Linked DNA regions of Mus musculus: region 2 is linked to region 1. Evidence: chromatin contacts called from public promoter capture Hi-C data. All regions are on one chromosome and are shown on one strand. Each heading gives the region's core, a stretch centred on a gene start, on an enhancer-like site or on the middle of the called end of the contact. The rest is flanking DNA. Distances are from core to core; before and after follow the strand shown. Region 1 has its middle 48 kb from the start of Cgnl1. Region 2 has its middle 68 kb from the start of Gm27188.

The links. Promoter capture Hi-C pulls out the DNA fragments that hold promoters and counts their contacts.
Region 2: a promoter capture Hi-C map of hippocampal neurons shows a contact between it and region 1, with 2.6 times the contacts expected there. The contact joins two enhancer-like sites. A contact is called at or near these places in 16 of 39 promoter capture datasets (the 3T3-L1 cell line, 3T3-L1-derived adipocytes, the C10 cell line and 11 more), 4 of 15 datasets of contacts at CTCF or cohesin (the NIH/3T3 cell line, embryonic stem cells, pro-B cells and 1 more), 67 of 484 Hi-C or Micro-C datasets (B cells, the BV-2 cell line, the C2C12 cell line and 35 more), 20 of 115 datasets of contacts at active chromatin or transcription factors (the 230-238 cell line, CD8 T cells, the NIH/3T3 cell line and 11 more) and 4 of 9 other capture datasets (adipose tissue, embryonic stem cells, liver and 1 more).

Annotation. Positions count from the first base shown.
Region 1 is chr9:71,817,166-71,821,797 of GRCm38.p6, forward strand. No RefSeq gene overlaps it. Among named protein-coding and RNA genes, the nearest start is that of Cgnl1, 48 kb to the left of the region's middle. Within about 2 kb of position 1,501, at least 8 of the 459 cell types and tissues checked have an H3K27ac peak or open chromatin away from gene starts, as enhancers often do. A contact at or near this core is called in hippocampal neurons, where this site is marked.
Region 2 is chr9:72,182,543-72,187,629 of GRCm38.p6, forward strand. No RefSeq gene overlaps it. Among named protein-coding and RNA genes, the nearest start is that of Gm27188, 68 kb to the right of the region's middle. Within about 2 kb of position 1,574, at least 31 of the 459 cell types and tissues checked have an H3K27ac peak or open chromatin away from gene starts, as enhancers often do. A contact at or near this core is called in hippocampal neurons, where this site is marked.

The sequences.
Region 1 (4,632 bases), core at 251-2,750:
TGGAACAGTGTGCGGATGAGTGTTCAGGACATCGGTCCTGGCACTAACAGTAAATTAACCGCTGGTGATTTTCTCCAGTGACCTCGCTTGTTGAGACAGACTTAAGTCTACGACAATCTTCTCAGCTCTAGGATCCAGAGTGGCATGTCTCCCAGGCATCCGCAGACCAGGAGCTATACACACTTAATCGATGGGAGAACATTTTGTCAATCAATGCGATGGATTCTAAGGCTACTTTGGAATGCAGATGCGGATCCCTGCTCATTTTCAGTGAAAACTTGTCATCAGATGTTGGTGGCGTTGAGTGAAAATGAAGTTAATCTAAAATCCCTGATGGAGCATGCAGACAATTGAGGACAGTTGAATTTAGGGGCTATATGACTTCTCTATATGTCACGGACATTGCTTTCATTCCGTGATACTAGAGATGGAGTGATTGAGGCTCAGTACCATGCTAGGTCAGAGCTGTACAGAGGCAGTGAGGGTATAAGACAATAGGAGAATAGAAGAAACCCACAGTTCTCCTGGCACTAGTGAAGAGAAAGAGAAAGGAAAGAAAAGAATGAAAGGAATAAGTTAAAATAAATAAGTACTTCGGTGCCTACACCAGGCAAACAAGTCTTTTTAATTAAGAAAAAAATTTTAAGCATGAAATGGGAGCAAAGGGGCTTAAAGGCAATTCCTGCCCCTGTGAGATATTTTCACTAAAGAATTAGGACAACCAGGGATTATTGTTTTCTTAAGCTTTTGATTGAAATCGCAGACTTTCATCTCTTCTGCAGTTAGAAAACCCGAGAGGCCAGTGGCTCAACTTCCCTAAGGAGAAACAAAAGACAAAAATAACCCCGGGGTGGCTGAGATTCTTGGGGTGGGTGTGGGATGGGGGTGAGTGTTGGATGGTGGGGGTGTGGGATGGGGGAGTGGGTGTGGGATGGGGGGGAGTGTTGGATGGGGGGGGGTGACCGCCGGTGATGGAGAAGGTGGTTTATCCAATTCTCCTGTTCCTCTCATGGCTAGCCATACAGTCATGGGATAAACCTCTCCACCCTTTCCCCACAGGTTTTCTCCATCCGAGCTGCCCCTCCCCATGTGCTGAGCCCAGATGCTGAGCCCATCAGACCCAGGTTTTAGCAGGAACATGCATCTCCTGCAGGAACGTTCATCTCCTGCAGGAACATGCATCTCCTGCAGGAACGTGCATCTCCTGCAGGAACATGCATCTCCTGCAGGAATGTGCATCTCAGCAGCCTGGTAAAAGAGCAAACCGTTCAGGGCACGGCCAGTCTGCTTCTTTTTTGATACACGCACTCAAGTTTGCTGATCTGAGCTTTTGAACCAGGCATGAGTTTAGCTCCTGGTCAAGGTAAAAAATAATCCACTAAGGTTCTAAACAGTTGTAGGAATTCGATTTCTCTCTTGCCATTGGGAAATAGTGTCTCAGCTGCATGGGAACTCTCTGTGAGATCTACACCGTGGGTGTTATGCAACATTTAAAAATAAAATTTCGGGGCTGGAAAGATGGCTCAGCAGTTAAGAGCACTGACTGCTTTTACAGAGGATCCACCCAGGTTTAGTTCCCAGCACCCACATGGTGGCTCACAACTGTCCTTAACTCCAGTTTCAGGGTATCCAGCATCCTCCAAAAGCACGAAGCATGCACGTGGTTCACATATATGCATGAAGGCGGAAGAATCGTTCACAAAAAATAAAATAAATCAGTCAATCTTTTAAAAACAAGTTCAGAGGCTAGAGATGTTGCTCAGTGAGGAGAATGCTTACCCAGAATGAATGAAGCCCTGTGTTGGGGTCCTAGCGCCATATAAACCTACTGTAGTACATGTCTATAACCCCAGCATTCCAGAGGCAGAACCAAGAGGATCAGGCGGTCAAGATCATTGCTGGCTACGTAGCAAGTTTGAAGCAAAAAAAACTGGGCTACATGAGACCCTCATCTTCTGCCCTAAAAATCGGTATCAATTCACTGGGAGGAATTTCCACAACGCCACTATCATTCCACAAGCAAACCAAATGGCAGAGAGAGCAGGTGGTAGGATCAGGACCCAGTTTTTATAACACAGTCACGGGAAGGGTGACAGACACTCTTGAACCAAAAGGAGCTTTCCATGGCTGCTACCTTGAGCTGCTAGGACAAGCGCCCACACTGAATCTCCTTACGGAAGAGGATACATTTTTTTTTTTTAAGATTCATTTATTTATTATATGTAAGTACACTGTAGCTGTCTTCAGACAATCCAGAAGAGGGCGTCAGATCTTGTTATGGATGGTTGTGAGCCACCATGTGGTTGCTGGGATTTGAACTCCGAACCTTCGGAAGAGCAGTCGGGTGCTCTTACCCACTGAGCCATCTCACCAGCCCAAGAGGATACATTTTGGCTTATGGTTTTAGAGGTTTGGTCCATGGCTGCTTGCTCCTGTGGAGATGAAGTGCTTTATGTCACGAGTACCTGGTAAAGCTAAGGTGCTTACCTCATGGCAATCAGGAGATAGGAGAGAGGGAGGTTGAATCCCTTCATCCCCTTAAAGGGCATTCCTCCAGTGACCTAACTCCTCTCTATATAACTCCTCTCTATAGCAGTCACCTCCTAAAGGTTCTCCAACCTCTCAGTAGCACCACCACGGATACACTGAGTACTTTGTCAACTTGACACAAGCTGCGATGGTTTGAATGAGAATTCCCCCCCCCTCCGCCCCCCATAGTCTCATATATTTGAATGCTTGGTCATCAGGAAGTGGCACTGCTTGGGAGGGATTCAGAGGGGCCCTGTTGGAGAAACTGTATCACTATGGGTGGTCTTTGGGGTTTCAAAAGCTCAAGCCAGCCTCAGAGCCTCCAGAGGTCTTTCCAGCTCACTGTGGATCTGGATGTAGAACTCTCAGCTCCTCTTCCAGTCCCAGTGTCTGCCTGCATGCTGCCATGCTCCCCACCATGATGGTAATGGACCAAACCTCTGAAACTGTAAGCAAACCCCAATTAAAAGTATCCCTTTATAAGGCAGTGCTACCCCTGGCCATGTGGTTCTGAATTCTATAAATAGAAGGAAACAAACAAACAAACTGAGCAAGACATATTGTGGTGGACATGGTCAGGATGTGTAAGCCAAATAGACTTTGTCCCGCTTAGTTACTTTCAGTCATGGTCTTTACCACAGTAACAGGAAGCAGAGTAGGACAGCTGGAGACTAAGCTTTTAACGTGTGGCCTTCAAGACCCAAACCTTACCAGACAAAAGGAAAAGAATGTTCCAAAGAAAGCCATTATACACAGAATCTAAGGGCAGATTCTCGCACAAAACTCAAAATTTCAAATGCATGCATAGTGTAGATACAATGTTGTGTACATTGTGTAAAGTTTGCCCTTGTGTTATTCAAATGCTGACTTCTCTGCCCTCGTATCTTGTTTCAATCCAGAAATGGCATTGTAATGCGTACGCCAAAATCTCCTGTCTCAAGTTTGTGTAAGCAGTTCTTACCATTCATTCTCTGCCTTGTCAATAAATGTGATCACCCAGTGGCTGGGCAGAATAGAGAATAGGGTGGGATGTCCACTAGCGAGAGGGAGGACATCAGGAGGGTCAGGAGGCCAGATGCACCGTGAGGATGGAGGACTTGGAGCCATGAAGAATGAGTTCAAAGAGCCAGATCAGTAATAATATGCAAGTATCATGGGATGGTCTGGGAGGTAGCCAGATGAGCACAGACAGTAAAGAAATCATTTGATTGTTCAGCTACTGAGGTGCAGTTTTAAACAAATCTTGATTTCTCTGAGGAGTTACTGGGGACTAACATAAGGTAAAGACATACAGCTGCAGGGTTAGTTCACTGCTTACATTTATATTGAGGATGATTTACTTTCAACATAGGATTGAGGAAACAGTGCAGGGGAAGGACCTGTAGTGTGAGCATGGAGACCTGAGTTCCACACCCAGCACCCATGTAAAAAACACTTGGAATCTCAGTCCTGGGGACGTGGAGACAGGTGGACTCCTGGGTCTCACTGGCTCACCCGCCTAACCTAACAGGCAAGCTCCAGGCCGATGAAAGAGTCTTATCTCAAAAACCAAGGTGGAAGCTCCTAAGTTGTAACCCCAGAGGTTGACTCCTGGCCTCCACGGGCAAGCACATACACACATGCACATGTACCACCACCCCAGCACACATAAAATACACGCAACACATACACAAACACTTGAAGGGGTCAACCTTGGAGGTTTTTTAAAAGAATTATTTATTTTATGTATGTGAGTACCCTGCTGCTCTCTTCAGAAATCCCAGAAGAGGGCCTCAGATTCCATTACAGATGGTCATGAGCCACCATGTGGTTGCTGGGAATTGAACTCAGGACCTCTGGAAGAGCAATCAGTGCTCTTAACTGCTGAGCCACCTCTCCAGCCCAACCTTGGAGTTTTAAAGTAAGTGTGGTACAGATGCACAGAAACGGCTGTACCACAGCTGTGATGGTGATGGAAGGAGAATTCGGTCTGACCTGGTGAGGGGCAGCCTCAAATTACACTGGCAAAAAACAAGCTCGACTCTTCTCTTGGTTTGGTCCTCCCTCATCCAATCTTGCTTCTCTTCCAACCCTTCCTCTCTTCACTGTCCCCTCCTCCTTTAG
Region 2 (5,087 bases), core at 324-2,823, 370 kb after region 1:
TTCACCTGAGCACGTGGGGGGAGAGTGAGAGTTGGGGGGTGCAGGTGCACATGGGGATGGGAGGCTCCTCGAATTTTTTCTTGTGTCTGCACTGCAATGACACACAGCCAGTCCTAGAACCAACCAAAACTGCCTGGTTAAAACGTTGGGTATAAACCTGAGTTGCTAGGTGCTCTGAGTTACCACACCCAGTCTTCTCAGCCCTTCTTTCTGCAAACTGACCCCTTGCAGTGTTGCCATTCTTCCACTGACTGAGCTCAGACACCACTCTCTCCACAAGGCTTCCACCCTTTGCATCTCCTAGACTGTATTTCTTGTACCTCTTCCTAGCATTGGTTTGTTTTTATGTCTCCATTCCCATTCTAGACGCTTTGTATCATGTTTTATTATCCTGGAACCCTGAGTGCCTAGTAGGATCCCTGACACACAGTAAGTCCTCTTTAAGTTATTGAAATGAATCAAATCAGTTTGCATACAATTCAATAGTGGCATAGAAGAGACTCAGGCAACTGAAGGCCCCGAGCCCTGAGCTTTACATCTATCTAGGTCATAACAGGGAAAGCAACCTTGAAGAGGAGGAGATGAAAGGGCAGTGCTCCAGTGCTTGCTGCTGGAGCCCAACAAAAGCTGGTGACGTTGAGTGGATGGATGGGTCTGGCTGGTTGAAGAGTATTAGGGATGAAGGTTGTAGAGGCCAGGTTGGGTCAATGGAGGATCCTGAGTGTCAGTCAGAGCCAGTGAAATGGGATACAACATGCCACGAAATCCAAGGAAAATCAGTTCTCAGAGTGAGCGTGCCCTTTTCCATGCTTCTGCCTGAGAACGGATGTCCCTACTCTTAGCATGTCACTGGCAGGGCTTGTGCCATCTGGGTACGGCAGTGTGGTGTAGAAGCAGGGTGGCAATAGAGGGGTCAGGAGTGCTGGAGGTGACTTTCCTCCACTTTGGCACAGATCTGGTGCTTGAGGTGGTGAAATAGTTTCGTGATGTAATCCTCAGCGTGACGTGGAGAGCATGGTTCGAGAGGCCCCTTTAGAGCCGGGCATGGTGGCGCATGCCTTTAATCCCAGCACTTGGGAAGCAGAGGCAGGCGGATGTCTGAGTTTGAGGCCAGCCTGGTCTACAGAGTGAGTTCCAGGACAGCCAGGGCTACACAGAGAAACCCTGTCTTAAAAGAGAGAGACAGAGAGAGAGAGAGAGGTATTTATTTGTCTCTCTGCCTCCAATCTATTCTGGAACAAAGCCAGGCTTAAACAGGCATCAAATAAAGTTTTTGAAATTTGAACTCAGAGATGCACAGGAAAAAACGGAAAGCAGAAACCACTAGAGCTGAAATGACAGTGCATAATGATGCTTTTGTCAAAGGTGTTTAAGATCTACCCAAAGATTCTTTGAAGACAGGGAGACCCGGGAAGTTTCTGGTCTGTGGGCTTCTTGGAAATTAAGGAGTGGGTAGTACAAGGGCCTAGCGATATCTCCGCCAACCCAAAGAAGAAACAGAGGACTGTTTACTGAGTGACTTTGCTGTTGGAAGCGTCCCAGCCACAGCTTGGGAACATCGGGCAGAGTTACCACCCTGCTGCCACAGCCTCTGCCAACTTGGATAAGAAGCCTTGGAGCTGACCTGTCTCTTGGCTCTGACACAAGGCAAGTGAGCACACCAGCAGGCAAGGAAAGGAAGACATTGTGAAATAAAAGACACGAAAACGAGGCGAGCAGGGTGCTCCTCTCGTCTCCCGTGATCCCACCCTACTCCACCCTCACTCCCACCCCCACCCCTACCCCCACCCACCTCCATCCACTTCTCCACACCCTGAGCCTCTCCTTAGCTTCATCACCACAACCATCTGCAAACTGGTATAAACCAGAACTTTCCCTTTATTTCCAGGGGTTATGTGGCCCTCAAAGTGTAGCTGTTCTAACAGAGGGCGGAGCATTCAGTTGTTTAATAGTGCTTTGTCCCCTAAGAAAGTGGTTCTAGGTTTGATGGAGATTAAAATCACGCCTCTAGGAAGGGAACTGGTTTACAAAGACATAACGCTTTTGAAATGCAATGTTAAATACAAGAGGAAGACTCACTGCGAGGAAATAATTGGGCTCTAGATCTGGCAGAGTCGGAATTCTCTTCTTGGTCAGACACAAAATCCCCTAGGTCTAGATCCTGCCTTTGTTCAAGCTGCCCGGAAGAAAGTTTAGAAAGATGGACTTTGTTTCAGATACACCAGATATGTTTGTAGCCTAAATCTGCCATTCCTCTTACTGTTGGGGACAGTGTAGGGATAATTCCATTTGTCACCAGCCGCAGTTCTTTAGAAGAAGTGGTGAGATTTATTACGGAAAGTATCAGTCATCCCGTATAAATAGATGCACAGTTAAGGCACGCACGGCAGGCGCAGTGTACACTTCTGATGGGGCGTAAGGAACTTATTAGTGAAGGCTTGTGACCCCCCCCCCAAATAGTCCCTTAGGAGAAAAGCAGAGTGAAGACTATGCTTACAGTTTATAGAAAATATTCTTCAGAACAGTGGTTTTGGCTTTACTTAGTCGTAGGAATCATTTCAACTAAAATTTATTTATTTATTGCTACATGCAAATGATACAACAGGCTGATAATATAGCAAAAATGAATTATTTTCCACTGCTGACCTGGCTCTTCAATCTCCCCTTTCCTCAGTCGGAGCTGCTGCAGTCAGCCCCTCAGCTGTTGACACACGGTAGTCCAGTGCTCACGCTCCTCGGTGCCTCAGGTTTTTCCATAGCAAGTCCGGAAATCGTTTCTTAGTCTGTAGGTAGGAGCCACAGCCATTGTATTTAAAAAATTTAACTTTGGTTCATGTCTTGCCCTAGTGGTTAGGGTTAGCTGTTTGTTTTGACAGTGCAGATACATTTTAACCAACGCCCACGTCCCCCTGAGTCTTCCCCAAATATTTGGGGGTTTTGATTTTTCCAGATGGGGTTTCTCTATGTATCCCTGGCTGTCCTGAAACTTACTGTAGACCAGGCTGGTCTCCAACTCAAGAGATCCATCTGCCTCTGCCTCGTAAATGCTGGGATTAAAGGCATGCGCCATCATTGCCTGAGTCTTCCCCATCTATTTTTATCAATTTGATTCATATGTATGGTATTCTGCTGCGTGACTCTGACTTCATTCATCCACAATTTCATATCTGAGCATTCCGGTTGTTTGCTTTTCTTTTTGCAGTCAACAAATGTTCATGCAGTCTTGGGAGCACAGGTGAGAGCTCTTAAAAGATACATTCCCACAGTTGAGTTGCCAGACCACAGATGGTGTGCCTGCCGTATCTAATATTGCAACGCTGGTCTTCAACATCATTTTTCATAACATAGTTTCAAACCAGCTGTGTATAAAAAGTTTTATGGGGGTGGCCTGGAGAGATGGTTCAGCCATTAAGAGCCATCATGGCTCTTTCAGTAAGATCAAAGCAGCTGCGTGGTGGCTCCCCACCAACCATCTATAGCAAATCCAGTGCCAGAGACTCTGATAACCTCTTCTGACCTCCACAGGCTCCAGGCATGCCCACGACACACACACACAGGCAAAATACTCATACAAATAAAATAAATAACTCTAAAAGAATTTTCTTCCCTTCCTCTTCCTCCCTGTTTTGATCCCCACTTCTCCTCTTCTCTTTCCCTTCCCTCTTCCCTTTCCTCTGGTTTCCTGCTTCTCTCTTCTGTCCTGCGCCTCCCCCATCCTTACCATCCTGCTTCTCTCTTCTGTCTTGTGCCTCCCCCATCCTTACCACTACAGGCTTCACAGACATCTTAACACTGATGATCTGTCAAACAGGAACTCATTATGATTTTAAGTTGTTGAAATCTTAAATTACTGAGATTGGATATTTTTCTTATGGATCTTGGCTACTTGGGTTCCCTTTGACAAATATTGACCCTTTGACAATTTTTCTATGATATTATTTGCTTCTTTTTGTTGATTTGTAGAGATCATTTATTATTACTGGATACTAATACCCAGCATCATTTTAACTACTATAATTAAAGATACAAACTAGTATAATTAACCTCTCCTAGTCTGTAGCCTGCATTTCACTTTTCAAAAAAGATTTCTTTTTATTTTTAATATTGGAGAGGTGTGGGGAGAGTGAGTGCAGATGCCTCCTGGGCCAGAAGAGGCCATGGATTCCCCAAGAGCTTGAGTTGCAGGAGGCTGTGAGCTGCCTTGTGGGTGCTGGCAACTGAATTCCACTTCTGAGTTCAGTTAAGTCACTGAGTACTTTTAACTGCTAAGTCATCTCTCCAGCCTGAATTTGTCTACTTTACTTATCTTTTAAAAGAGCTGGCTTTTACGTCTGTTGAATCCTTACCTATTTTATCCTTTTCTGTCTTTTTTCCTTTGTTATTTATTCTTTCCTCCAGTTTCTCGGGTCAGTACTCTTATCTTATCCATCTATCGATCGATTGACCATCTATCATCTATCTGTCATCTACCATCTACCTATCATCTATCTATCTATCTATCTATCTATCTATCTATCTATCTATCTATCTATCTCCCTACCTACCTATCCATCCATCCATCCATCTATCCATCCATCCATCTATCTACCTACCTATCCATCTATCTATCTATCTATCTATCTATCTATCTATCTATCTATCTATCTCCCTACCTACCTATCCATCCATCCATCCATCTATCCATCCATCCATCCATCCATCTATCTATCTATCTACCTACCTATCCATCTATCTATCTATCTATCTATCTATCTATCTATCTATCTTTCATTTACACATCTATCTATTTCTGGGTGCTAGGGATTGGATCCAGAGTTAAGTATATACTAGACATTCACTTTACTGCTGAGTTATACCTCCAGGTCAGACTAAGAAAAATGTTTAGAATATATGCTCCTTTTCTTTCTATTATATGCTTTTAAAGCTTTATATACCTTGGTACTAGTGCATTGATTGTCTGACCTGTACTAAAATTTGCTAATTTGCATTAATTTTCTCCATTAGTAGTTAGGAGTCTGGAGGTGGATGGCAATAATGTGATGATTATACTGATTTCTAAGTTATTGAACGGTCAGGTGATCCTTGGC